Linked DNA regions of Sus scrofa: regions 1, 2 and 3 are each linked to region 4. A link is a contact called in public Hi-C, HiChIP or PLAC-seq and promoter capture Hi-C data. All regions are on one chromosome and are shown on one strand. The core of a region is the stretch at or near the end of the contact, and the rest is flanking DNA. Distances in the headings are between cores, read along the strand shown. Region 1 holds the start of CCDC125 (coiled-coil domain-containing protein 125). Region 2 holds the start of LOC110257255. Region 3 holds the start of CCNB1 (cyclin B1). Region 4 holds the start of CDK7 (cyclin dependent kinase 7).

Evidence for each region. Promoter capture Hi-C pulls out the DNA fragments that hold promoters and counts their contacts. Hi-C and Micro-C count contacts between places; a contact is called where the count stands out from the background. HiChIP or PLAC-seq counts read pairs in DNA pulled down with a chosen protein or histone mark.
Region 1: a contact with region 4 is called in an H3K27ac HiChIP or PLAC-seq map of skeletal muscle. The contact joins the promoter of CCDC125 here to the promoter of CDK7 in region 4. A contact is called at or near these places in 3 of 47 Hi-C or Micro-C datasets (fetal skeletal muscle, heart right ventricle and skeletal muscle) and 2 of 2 datasets of contacts at active chromatin or transcription factors (alveolar macrophages and skeletal muscle).
Region 2: a contact with region 4 is called in a Hi-C map of skeletal muscle, with 4 times the contacts expected there. The contact joins the promoter of LOC110257255 here to the promoter of CDK7 in region 4. A contact is called at or near these places in 2 of 5 promoter capture datasets (fetal liver and liver), 10 of 47 Hi-C or Micro-C datasets (alveolar macrophages, fetal skeletal muscle, heart right ventricle and 3 more) and 1 of 2 datasets of contacts at active chromatin or transcription factors (alveolar macrophages).
Region 3: a contact with region 4 is called in a promoter capture Hi-C map of liver, with 3 times the contacts expected there. The contact joins the promoter of CCNB1 here to the promoter of CDK7 in region 4. A contact is called at or near these places in 1 of 5 promoter capture datasets (liver), 4 of 47 Hi-C or Micro-C datasets (embryonic fibroblasts, fetal heart ventricle, fetal liver and 1 more) and 1 of 2 datasets of contacts at active chromatin or transcription factors (alveolar macrophages).

The regions. Positions count from the first base shown.
Region 1 is chr16:47,477,237-47,479,936 of Sscrofa11.1, reverse strand. It overlaps CCDC125 (coiled-coil domain-containing protein 125), which reads left to right and starts at 1,348. Exons shown (of 12, transcript XM_013984842.2): 1 at 1,348-1,862.
Region 2 is chr16:47,284,035-47,286,734 of Sscrofa11.1, reverse strand. LOC110257255 reads left to right here and starts at 1,272. Exons shown (of 3, transcript XM_021076818.1): 1 at 1,272-1,277; 2 at 1,378-2,335. The coding sequence starts at 1,272. The coding sequence ends at 2,295. It overlaps SLC30A5 (solute carrier family 30 member 5), which reads right to left and starts at 1,761. Exons shown (of 16, transcript NM_001137624.1): 1 at 1,675-1,761. The coding sequence starts at 1,757.
Region 3 is chr16:47,336,835-47,339,534 of Sscrofa11.1, reverse strand. CCNB1 (cyclin B1) reads right to left here and starts at 1,296. Exons shown (of 9, transcript NM_001170768.1): 1 at 1,144-1,296; 2 at 365-535; 3 at 95-271. The coding sequence starts at 1,164.
Region 4 is chr16:47,408,888-47,411,587 of Sscrofa11.1, reverse strand. It overlaps CDK7 (cyclin dependent kinase 7), which reads right to left and starts at 1,320. Exons shown (of 12, transcript NM_001166314.1): 1 at 1,255-1,320; 2 at 842-901. The coding sequence starts at 1,320.

The sequences.
Region 1 (2,700 bases), core at 99-2,598, 68 kb before region 4:
GCATAACTTTACCTTCTCATCATCCCTGTACTCGGGATCTAATTTCTCCATATCCTTGACAACAACAGCCATCCTGAAGATGTAGTCGTATTTCATTTTGGTTTTGATAAGGTTTGCAAAGAATTCCATTAAGGATGTAGTTTATTGAGTCCCCTACTGATGGACATTTAAATTGTTTCCAGCTTTTTGTTTTTAATTTTATGAGAATGATAAGAAAGGATAACATATATTACTATGTGCCAGGCACTCTTTTAAACACATTTCAAAAGTGGTGAACTCTGAATTCATATGACTACTACCTGAGGTGTAGGTATTATTATTATTTCCATTATAGGTGATGGAACCAAGCTTCATAGGGTTAAATGATTTACTCAGAATCACAACTAGGAAGTATCAGAGTCAGGATTCCAACTTAGCAGGCTCTTACCCATTAAATTGTGCTGCCTAATGCATATTTAACTTTGCACATGCAAGTTTATTGAGTAAATTCCTGGAAGATAAACTGTATGCAAGCATAACCTTTACAAGTTTCATTTAAATAAACTTGCCTATCATGTATATGTAAGACTTCATGCAAATCACTGTTGAGGGGAAGGCCTCCCAAGATAAATTCTTGCCCTCCAGATGATCTTAGTCAAGTATACAAAGAGGATAAAATGGACACTTTGAACAAACAGATTGTGATGCATGCCCCATTGGAGATTCTAACAAAATGAGAGAATAACCTACAATGAGTAGCAGAAAAGGATAAATGATGTAGGATGCAGGGCATTGAAAGATGGGCATGAGGCAGAAAAGAAAGATGACTCAGACTAGTAGGATAATACCACTGTGTTTTTACCCAGTACTACCTGGGGTTAAATCACATACATTCTAAGGACAATTACTACTTCATAGCGCTATTGTGAGGACTAAATCAACAACAGTGCTTGTCACACACTAAGCACCACTTATGTGTTCATTATTGTTTTTAGTAATATGAATGGCTGTTTTGAAGACAATATTCTTTTCACTACTGGGACTCACTAAATTCTCTTGCTTATCAAGCTACTGCTAATAATTATCCTACTGCTAACACTGCTCATAATAAGCTTTTCTTTCAACAGAAGGTATATAGTGGGATCTAACAGAGAGCTATATACATTATGGGAATCTTAAAAAATATTAATATACTAATTTCAGTCCTAGGTTGTCAAGGGAACTCCCCAGTATATCATTTTGATGTTTGAGCCTATGTGTTGAAAACATATGACTGTGCCTTGTACTCCTAACAGGTGGAACCGTTCTCACCTTTCTAAGAGTCTGCCTCCCAGGTTATCATCCTCAATTTGGCTTGAATAAAATTCCCTTTTTCCCTTCCCTTCACTGTTAACTGAATTTTCGTCGACATTAGTTTATTTCTAAAGTGAGTAATCATTAAATCCTGCCAAGTTTTTTGACCACTATGAAATGCCTTCAATTATTTCAAGAGATGTCGGCTATTAGGAAATAATACCCACATCACTGCACCAGGTGATGAAGCTAATGACCCAGCACGTTTTGGGTGGGGTTAGAGGGAGATGGGGCCCTTCCCGTGAAACCCACAAGCGCGGGAGGCCCGAATAGCAGCTTTCCAGGTCCAGTTTCGCCTTCGCCCCAGCAGTTCCTTGGCCCACAAGGCGCCCTCATTGCTCAGCGCTGAGAGCCTGCCTTTCAAGGCCCGCAGCCCCCGCTGAGCCATAGCTCAGCTCTATCCTTCTCTTACGCGACTCCGAGATGCTTCATGTTGGAACCAACTAATTTTACCTTCTTTGAGCCGCACACTCGGCCTCCTATTTCTCCAGGTCTCCAACTATATTTGTAATTCGGTTGTGCGCAGCTGGGTAAGTTATGCGCGTCCACGTTGTGCAGCGCTACCAGCCCGACACGAACCAGGTGAGCTCGGGCCGTGGCCCGGTGGTAGTTGGCGGATCTAAAGTCCGGCCGCGCCCGCCTTTCCGGTAGTGGCCGCGCAGGTCGGTCACGTGGCTGGAAGAGCGGCGGCGCGCGCGGCCTGGAGGGTCGGTGCTCGGTGAGCGCGCTAAGGGGACGGGGGGGAGGGGCGGCACGAGGCGGCGGGGGGGTCCTGCTCCTGGAGCCGGATCGGGACTCGCACAGCCTCCGAGGAGGCTGGGGAGGGTGCGCGGCCAGACCTCGGGGCGGGGCCTTGCAGATTCGGAAAAGCACAGCGGAGAGTGGGCGAGCTGGCAAACTGGCTCCTTCTTCGCCGAATGCTACTTTAGTGGCCTCACCTGATATTGCAGAAATAAGAAATAGATTTGAAAGACTTTGTTTCTACCTCTTCTCCCCTCCTCCTATGTTATTTTTTTTCTAGTTTTTTTTTTTCTACCAATTTTAAGCCTTAAAGCTATAGCGCACAAAATGCCGTGTGGTATCCTGGATTGGAACCTGGAACGGAAAAACGGCATCAGTAGAAAAACTGGGGAAATCCTGATAAAATATGTGGTTTGGTTAAGTGCGTGTATCAATGTTAATTTTTTATTTTTGATAAATGTACCCTAATGTTGCACTACAGGAATTTGGGTCGGGGGTATACAGGAGTTCACTGTACTATCTTTGCGACTTACTGTAAATCTAAAGTTATTTTAATATAAAAGTTGAAACGAAATCCTACAGCGATATGTAGCAGGCCAGTGTTTACAGAAAAGAAAGGGCTGAAAT
Region 2 (2,700 bases), core at 23-2,522, 120 kb after region 4:
TCAGATTCAATCCCTGGCCCAGGAACTTTCATATGCCACAGGCGTGGCAATAAAAGAAAAAAAATTCAAGTTTACAGAAAAGGTGCAAGAGTAGCACACCCTTTACTTAGATTCTCTAATTGTTAACATGTTCTCTTCTTTGCCTTATTATCTCTCTTTAATACAGTTTTTTTTCCCCTGAACTTTTTTTTGCTTTTTAAGGCCTCACTGGGCACATGGAAGTTCCCAGGCTAGGGGTCTAATCAGAGCTATAGCCACCGGCCTATACCACAGCCATGGCAACATGGGATCCGAGCCGTGCCTGTGATCTATACCACAGCTCACAGCAATGCCGGATCCTTAACCCACTGAGCGAGGCCAGGAATCAAACCTGCATCCTCATGGATCCTAGTCAGATTCGTTAACCACTAAGCCATGACAGGAACTCCCTCCCCTGAACTTTTCAAAGAGTAAGTTACATACATCCTGCTACTTTATCCCTAAATACTTGTGTTTCCTAAGATCATGAGCATACTCATAAAATCAGTGCAGTTATCAACTACAGGAAATTTAACATGGATATATTTTTATCTAATCTATTGTCCAGAGTCCAATTTTGTCAAGTGACCTAGTACTGTCTTTCACAGCATTTTCCCCTCTAGAAATCCACATCAGAATTGCCTACTGCATTTAGCTGTCGCATCTCAGGAAATAATACCTGATATCCTGTTATTTACAAAAACAAGTTGCTCAAAATAGATTAGAATTGAACTTGTACTACAGAAAATGCAGCTAATTTAAATTTTGCTCCAGCATTTGCTGTGTTCTTCCCTTTTCATAAAAAAAAGTTGCGTTAGTGATTCTATTTCTACAGTTCCAAGAATTTACCAAAACCATCTTTAAATCTCAAAGGAGTTTTCAAGAACAAGAAAAACTTAACCTCATTAACTATAAAGGCAATGAAAATTGTTGGGCCATGTTTTACGCATCTTTCACTCTACCTCAGAAATTAGGACAGGTCAAGAAGGACACACTGGAAAGTGGTCAGTATACTTACCTCTTGGGGATTAACGGGAGCATTGCTGGGAAGGGGATAAAGGGGGGATTTTTCCTTTTTACTCTATGAATTTCTGTGCTGCTTGAATTTTTGGACAACGAGCACACATTTCTTAATAACAAAACAAAATAAACGAAGAAAGGAAAACTAGATGACCGGCTGGATTCTTGGTGTGCGGGGTTAACCTGAACATCAAAGTTCATCTGTTTGTACTTTGGTTTCTTCGCCTCAAGAGATGACGGTGACCCTTCCTCTAACTTACGCAGGCAGACGTCAGAAAGGTTAAGTATCACCAACCCATTATTTCGGGGAGAAACAGCCAACAGAAATGCTTCTCATAGGTCAGAAAAACCTCTCACGTCAACTGGCTGGCAGTTCTAAGGTTAACGGTCTGCCTGGAAACCCAGATCTCAAGCAGAACCTCCTTGGATCTTAGAGCATTCATTCTGCAGAGAGGGACGGCGGAGCCAAAGAAAGCTAGAGGCGGCCTGGGAGCCGAAGCAGGGAGGACGGAGGGCTCCGGGGCGCGTGCAGAACCGAGGAGGAGTCCCGGGCTGTCAACGGGACGGGAGGGAGAGGGAGCTCGCCTGCGCGGGGAGACCGCAGATCGGGAGGCGGGTGCCAGATCAGTCCCTTACCGAGCGCTGGGCACGTCCACCGGCCCGAGGCCGCCGCCGCCGCCTGGGCCGGCTAACACTTCCCCGCCGTATTTCTCCTCCATCGCGGGGATCAGGAGCCGCCGCCGCTGCCCCTGCCGCGGGGTCTCCTCATGTCTCGCCGCTGCCGCGGAACAGCGGTCGCAAGCGCGTCACTTCCCCATGGCAGCGGCCCTGTCGGGTCCCCGCAGGCCGGGCCGCCGCCGCTGTCCCCGGCTCGCAAGCACACACGCGTCGGGACTAGGCCACGGACAGTTCCGGCGGCGCGGGGCTCCCCGGAGGCTCACCGGAGTGGACGCTGCCAGGCCACGTCACCGACCCAGCAGCCCTCACTCTCGGGGGAGTGCCAGGTTCTGCGCCTGCGCAGGACACACCACTCGCCAGCCCTCCCTCTTCCTTAGGCTCCTCCCACCGCGGGGCTACAGATCGAATCTTCACCCCCTCTCAGCCTCTCTCATTGACGCGGCCTCAGCGCATACCTGTCCTGCAGCGCCACCAACGGGTCGTCAGGAATATAGCGGATTCTTCTGCCGCGGAGGGCAGGGGCGGAGGAAATACACAGCGTGTGACGAAATAGAGTTTCTTTTAAATTCTGGCTCCTAAACTGTGCTGCTTAATCCTGCAGGCCAGTAAACCTAGGCAGGTAGGACCAGCCCTTATTAGGGTTATTTTTATGTTACTAAAAAGTTAAGAAAATGGTCTCCAGTGTCTGTCTTGATTTGATTCACAAATCTGCCACTTACTAATTGTGTCACTTGTCCTTTCTGACTCGTTTTCTGATCTGGAAAGTAAGAGTAGTAATATCTGTATCCTCGGGTTCTTGGGAGGATTGTGTGTGTTCAAATGTGAAAAGTGGAGTTCCTGTCAGTAGCTCAGCGAAAAGGAATCTGACTAGCATTCGTGAGGACACAGGTTCGCTCCCTGGCCTCACTCAGTGGGTTAAGGATCCAGTATTTCAGTGAGCTGTGGTGTGGGTTGCAGACACGGCTGGAATTCAGCTTTGCTGTG
Region 3 (2,700 bases), core at 47-2,546, 72 kb after region 4:
TATTACTACTATTTGTTCAAATGCTATTCCATACTTGAATAAAATGAAAGGAAACAAACAATCAACAGACTCTAAAATGGTCCAGAAAGTTTACCAAAATAGGTTCAGGGGAAAGTTTCTCTCCTTTAACAGGCTCAGGTTCTGGTTCAGGCTCCAGTTCAGGCTCGGGCTCCCTCTCTGGCTGGGGCTCTAATACAGGTACAGGAGCCTTTTCCAGAGGTTTCGGTAGTTTTTTAGCAACAACTTTTCCAGCAGCTAAAGTTTTTGCTTCCTGTGGATGAAAAGGAGAGAATGGATTGTTTCTCCACCAAGAGCCACAGCTGGAAGGGAGACACTCACAGAATAGTTGAATCAGCATAGTTACCTTTTTCAGAGGCAGTTTGGCCTGTGGCTGTTCACTGACTTTGTTACCGATGTCTCCAAGAGCAGTTCTTGGCCTCAGTCCGGGCTTAGAGGTTGCAGCAGAGGCCACAGGCACGCGCTTTGCGCCTGCCATACTGATCTTCGCCTTATTTTCAGCATTAATTTTCGTGTTCTGTAAGAAGCAAGACGAGTCTGGGAGTTGGCCCCGCCACGTTAAAATAAGTCAAGGGTTAAAGCGGGGCAAAAAAAAAAAACAACAAAAAAAACTGCGGCCCTCAGAAGGAAAGCCGACTGTGAATGGGTTCCCAGGGGAAACCGGGGTTCCAGGGTCTACGCTAAGCTTATGACAAGTCAGTTTTCTCCTGGAACCTCTCCGTTCACCTATTGAGGGATTACGTGCTCAGTCCCCGCCGGACCTAAAATACCATGGAAATCGAAAAAGCCTTCAATTGCAGGCACCTTCCCTTTCCCTCAGGGAAGAAGATTGCGCAATTGGTGGGAGCCCACTCGGGTCCTCCAACACCTTTTACAAAAGGTTTCCGGTCTACCCTCCATCTGCCCCCTCCCCCCAATTAGTCCAAGGCCCATCCGCTTCTCTTTTGCACCTTTCTCTCTCCGTCCGTCTGCCCCCCAAACTCTCCCAGTATGTTAGGGGCCCACCGACCGCCTTCCTCCTCTCCAAATTCGCTCCCACCGTGGGGGAACTCCAGCAGGGGAAACAGGGAGAGGAGACCCAGGAGTCAGGAGAGCCGCGTTTGTTCACCAACCGCAGCAGCTCACCCTGGTGATCCGGAGCGCCATGACTTCCTCTGTACCAGGCCAGGCAGCAGCTCAGAGGGGAGAAGCAGAGCACTGGAGCCCCGACCAGCCGGGGACCTTGAAGCCACCACTAGCTAACAGCCGTTCCTCCGCAGCACGCCGGGAGGAATCCGGCCCCGCCTCGGGTTTAAACCCCGCACCGCTCCCTCCTTATTGGCCTGTTCGTGGCACTCGCTCACTTCCCATTGGCGGCGGCCAGTTCCTCCGAAAATGCGTTTCCAAGGCGATCCCGCGAAGAAGTTCGGGCGGGGGCGGGGCCAGGCCGTCACGTGGTCTGACTCGGCGCCTGCGCCCTGGGGCAGCCGCTACTGCCACCTGATGAAGGGAGGGTTCTCTTTGCCCCACACCTGGAGCAGTGAACTTGTAAGCGACTAAAGTTAGCTGAGACAAGTCACAGCGGCCTTGGGAAAGGAAGAGTGGAGCTCCTTGTTTGACGTGAGGGGCAGTTATGGCTTTAGTCCTACTTGTTAAACACACTTTCCTCTCCTAGAGTGGCTTGTAGCAGGAAATACTTTTATATATACATTCTTTTTTCGTTTGTTCATTCCAACAGCACTCTGGGATAAAAAGGAGGCTCCGAGATGCTTTGGGTGACTCCCAGGATCACAAATTAGTAACACGGGATTGAACTTCACTTTCTTTGGATCCATGAGGTTTCCACACACTAATTGTCTCTTAATTTTGCAAGCCAGGCTGCCTCTTAACCTGCCAGATTACTTCAATCAAGTTGTTTCCCAAAGCCAATCTTTTTCTTTTAGTTTTTTACTTGAAAATAATTTCAAACTTACAAAAGTTTCAGACAAAAATGTAACAAGGAACACACATAGAGCCTTTATCCAGATTCAAATATCCTTAACATTTTTACCCCATTTGTTTTATGGTTTACTTAATCTTATATATAGATCTATGTATAACTGTATATAAATTTTTTTTCTTGGAAATACCTGTTGTGGCTCAGCAGTAACAAACCTGACTGGTATCCATGAGGATTCAGTTTCCATCCCTGACCTTGCTCAGTTGCCCTGAGCTCTGGTGTGGGCTGCAGATGTGACTTTGATTCAACCCCTAGCCTGGGAACTTACATATGCTGCACGTGCGGCCCTTAAAAAAACAAACAAACAAACAAACAAAAAACCACTTAAATATTTGAGGGTAAGTTATATATATCATGGCTCCTTATCTGTTAAATTTTTAGTGTGTATTTCCTAAGGAAAAAAGCATATTCTCTTAATGTAATCACAATAGAATTAGCAACTGCGTAAATTTACTATAACATTTTATTCAATCTAGTTTGTATTCTAATTTTGTCGCTTGAGCAGTTTCTAGCACTTTCTTTCCTCCAGTACAAGATCCAGCTAGGGTCAGTGTTGCATGTAGCCTCCTTTAGTCTGGAACAGTTCCCACAGCTTTCCTTTGTCTTTGTTTTTTTTTTTTTTTTTTTTTTTGTTTTTTGAACACTGATGGTTTTGAAGAGTGCAGTACTCCCTGCCACTTTTTAGGAAATAGAACTTTCTTATT
Region 4 (2,700 bases), core at 71-2,570:
ATATGGTTTGATGGAGTCAGCAATCTGGAAGGAGAACCAGATTCAAAGCAGCAACAGCGGCAATAGGAACATGGAGGTCACCTGCATCACAGCTGTTGAAATCTAAGAAAAACAGCCTCTCTTAGGAGGGTTACTGATTTCAGCAGCATGGGAAAAGGCAATCAATCTGGAAGCAGGACACCTGGATCTAAATCCTAGCTTTAGCAATTACTATCTGTGTCATCTTGTTGAGTCACCTAATCTCTTCCCAGACACCTCAGGTGTAAATCAGGGATACTTTACCTACATCACTAGGCTTTTACGAGGGTTAAATGAAAAAAATGTGGATTAAAGTGCTCGGCATACACCAAGTCAGCGAAACATGACCCAAGTTTCTTGAAGGACTGCAAGTTAAAAAAAAACCACTAAAATCATTTTTTAAAAAGGCACCACATCAATGCCATTAATGCTGGCAAAAGCCTTTCACAGTCAATCTGTACTCAGAAAATACAGATATATAGAAAGTGGATGCAGGTAAGTCAGAAATAGGGCCTGGAAAGATTATTAAGTAATTATAAGGACCCAACAGGCTAGCAGTACTTGTCCCCTTTGCGAAGGTTTGAGTTACAATGCAAACATAATATAGAGCTTCCTCTTCATTTTAATTAACGGAACAAAAACACTGGTTCAACCTGAGTTCCATCTTGGAACACAAGACACTAAGAAATTCTCTTTTCTCTGAAAATAACATAAGTGACCTCCTCACTAGCAGAGCACGGTCAACAGTCGTAAAAAAGCCAGCCATTAGCTCACACATAGACACATCTTCAAGGAGACACGAAAAAAGAGCAAACTAACTCACTTTCTTAATGGCGACAATTTGGTTGGTGTTCTTGTCTCTGGCCTTGTAAACCGTGGCAAACTAGAGAGAAATACGGGAATAATGTCAGTTTGTTAAGATTTTTGCTTTGTGTTTGCTTTTTTACTTTTTTTAGAAGTTGCGAAGCAAGGGACTCAAGGGTTCTTGGAGCAAACTCGCGGCGGCTTGAAACGTGGTAGGGCCGTCCACGTTCCGTTCCAGACCATTCGTCGGAGAGGGCTACTCAGGGGCTCACCGCCACGGTGGACACAGGGCAGCAAGGGCGTCTGGGCAGCTTCCTCAAAGAGGACACGCAGCGTGCCCGTCTCCTGGCTTCCACGCGAAAACCTGCGAGGGTGTGAGGCGGCGCGGCGTTCCCGGCTCCGGGCCCACCGAACCCTGCCTGAGAGCCTCACCTGTCCCTCCCCGAGGAAGTCCAGCTTTTCATAACGCTTTGCTCGCGACTTCACGTCCACAGCCATCCGTCGCGCGGAGCCCTACTCCAGCTGAAGAGACTGAACTTTCAAGACAGCAGGAATTTAAAGCTACCTTAAATCCCCTCAACAGCCACTTCCGTCTACCCAGCGCCGACGCTTGCTTAGCTCCGCCCCCACTTCCGGGGTGGGCGGGGGATGCTGTAAGTAAGGCCGGCCCGAGGGCCGCAAGGCGGAAGCTGCGCCTGGTCGGGCTCCTGTGAGATTCTGCGCTGCGCCCCGCCCCGCTCCGCCTCGCCCTAACACGTGATCGCCCATTGTACCGGAAGGGGGGTTTTCTCGATGATGGGTAACTGTACCCTATTTTATCTTGGATATTTTCTTCCCTACCGAGGACGGGCCGGCGCTCTGATACGACGTTCCAGTTCAGAACTTAATAGGTGTGTATGAGGGTGTGTTGGCTTTGTCTCTGATTTCACTTTTTGGTTCTTGCTGGAGGGTGTCCTGTCTCCATGGTTACTGGGAACGCAGAAACCGACAATTTTAGATTACCTAAGCGAATGCCCAGTTCTTAAGGGCTGGTCCAAAGGCGTTTTTAATCCTTTATGAAGAAACACGCCCAGGCAGACACGTTCCAAGTCAACTAAACAAGTTTGTTCTGTGGAAAACGCTTCTGGTCATCAGTTTTTGACTCTGTAAGGTGAAGTAATAAACTACATCATAGGTGGTTGCAAGAATTAGATGAAACTTGCACAAAGTTTAGCCAAAGTGCTCAATTGTTATCTGTGATCAGTACCCAACTTTCTCATAGTTTTTTTGTTTGTTTGTTTCTTTTTGTTTTTTGTCTTTTGGGGGCCGCCCCCACGGCATATGGAGGTTTCCAGGCTAGGGGTCAAATCGGAGCTGCAGCTGCCAGCCCATACCACAGCCACTTCCGTCTACCAAGCGCCGACGCTTGCAGATATGAGCCACATCTGCGACCTACACCACAGTTAAAGGTTACGCTGGATCCTTTAACCCCCTGAGCGAGGCCAGGGAGAGAGCCTGTGTCCTCATGGGTACTAGATGGATTCTTTAACAGCTGAGCCATGATGGGAACTTCCTGATTCTCATAAGTTTTTATACAAATCTACAAACAAACACATTAATTCATTTATTCAACAAATGTATATTGAGTGCTTACTATGTGCAAGGCTCTTTTGGTGACGCTGAGAAATAAGCAGGGAAAGAAAAAGACTTGCCTTCTAATGGGAGGAAATAACAAGTGAAATATGCTATGATACCTAGTGATTAAGTGCTGCAAAAATAATAAAGCAATGAAGGGGGATAGAGCTAGTAGGGCTTGAGGTTTTAAACAGGGTGGCGTTACTGAAAAGCCAATACAGAGTTTTGAGTGGACAAGTAATAGCTGACTTTTAAAAGGTTCCC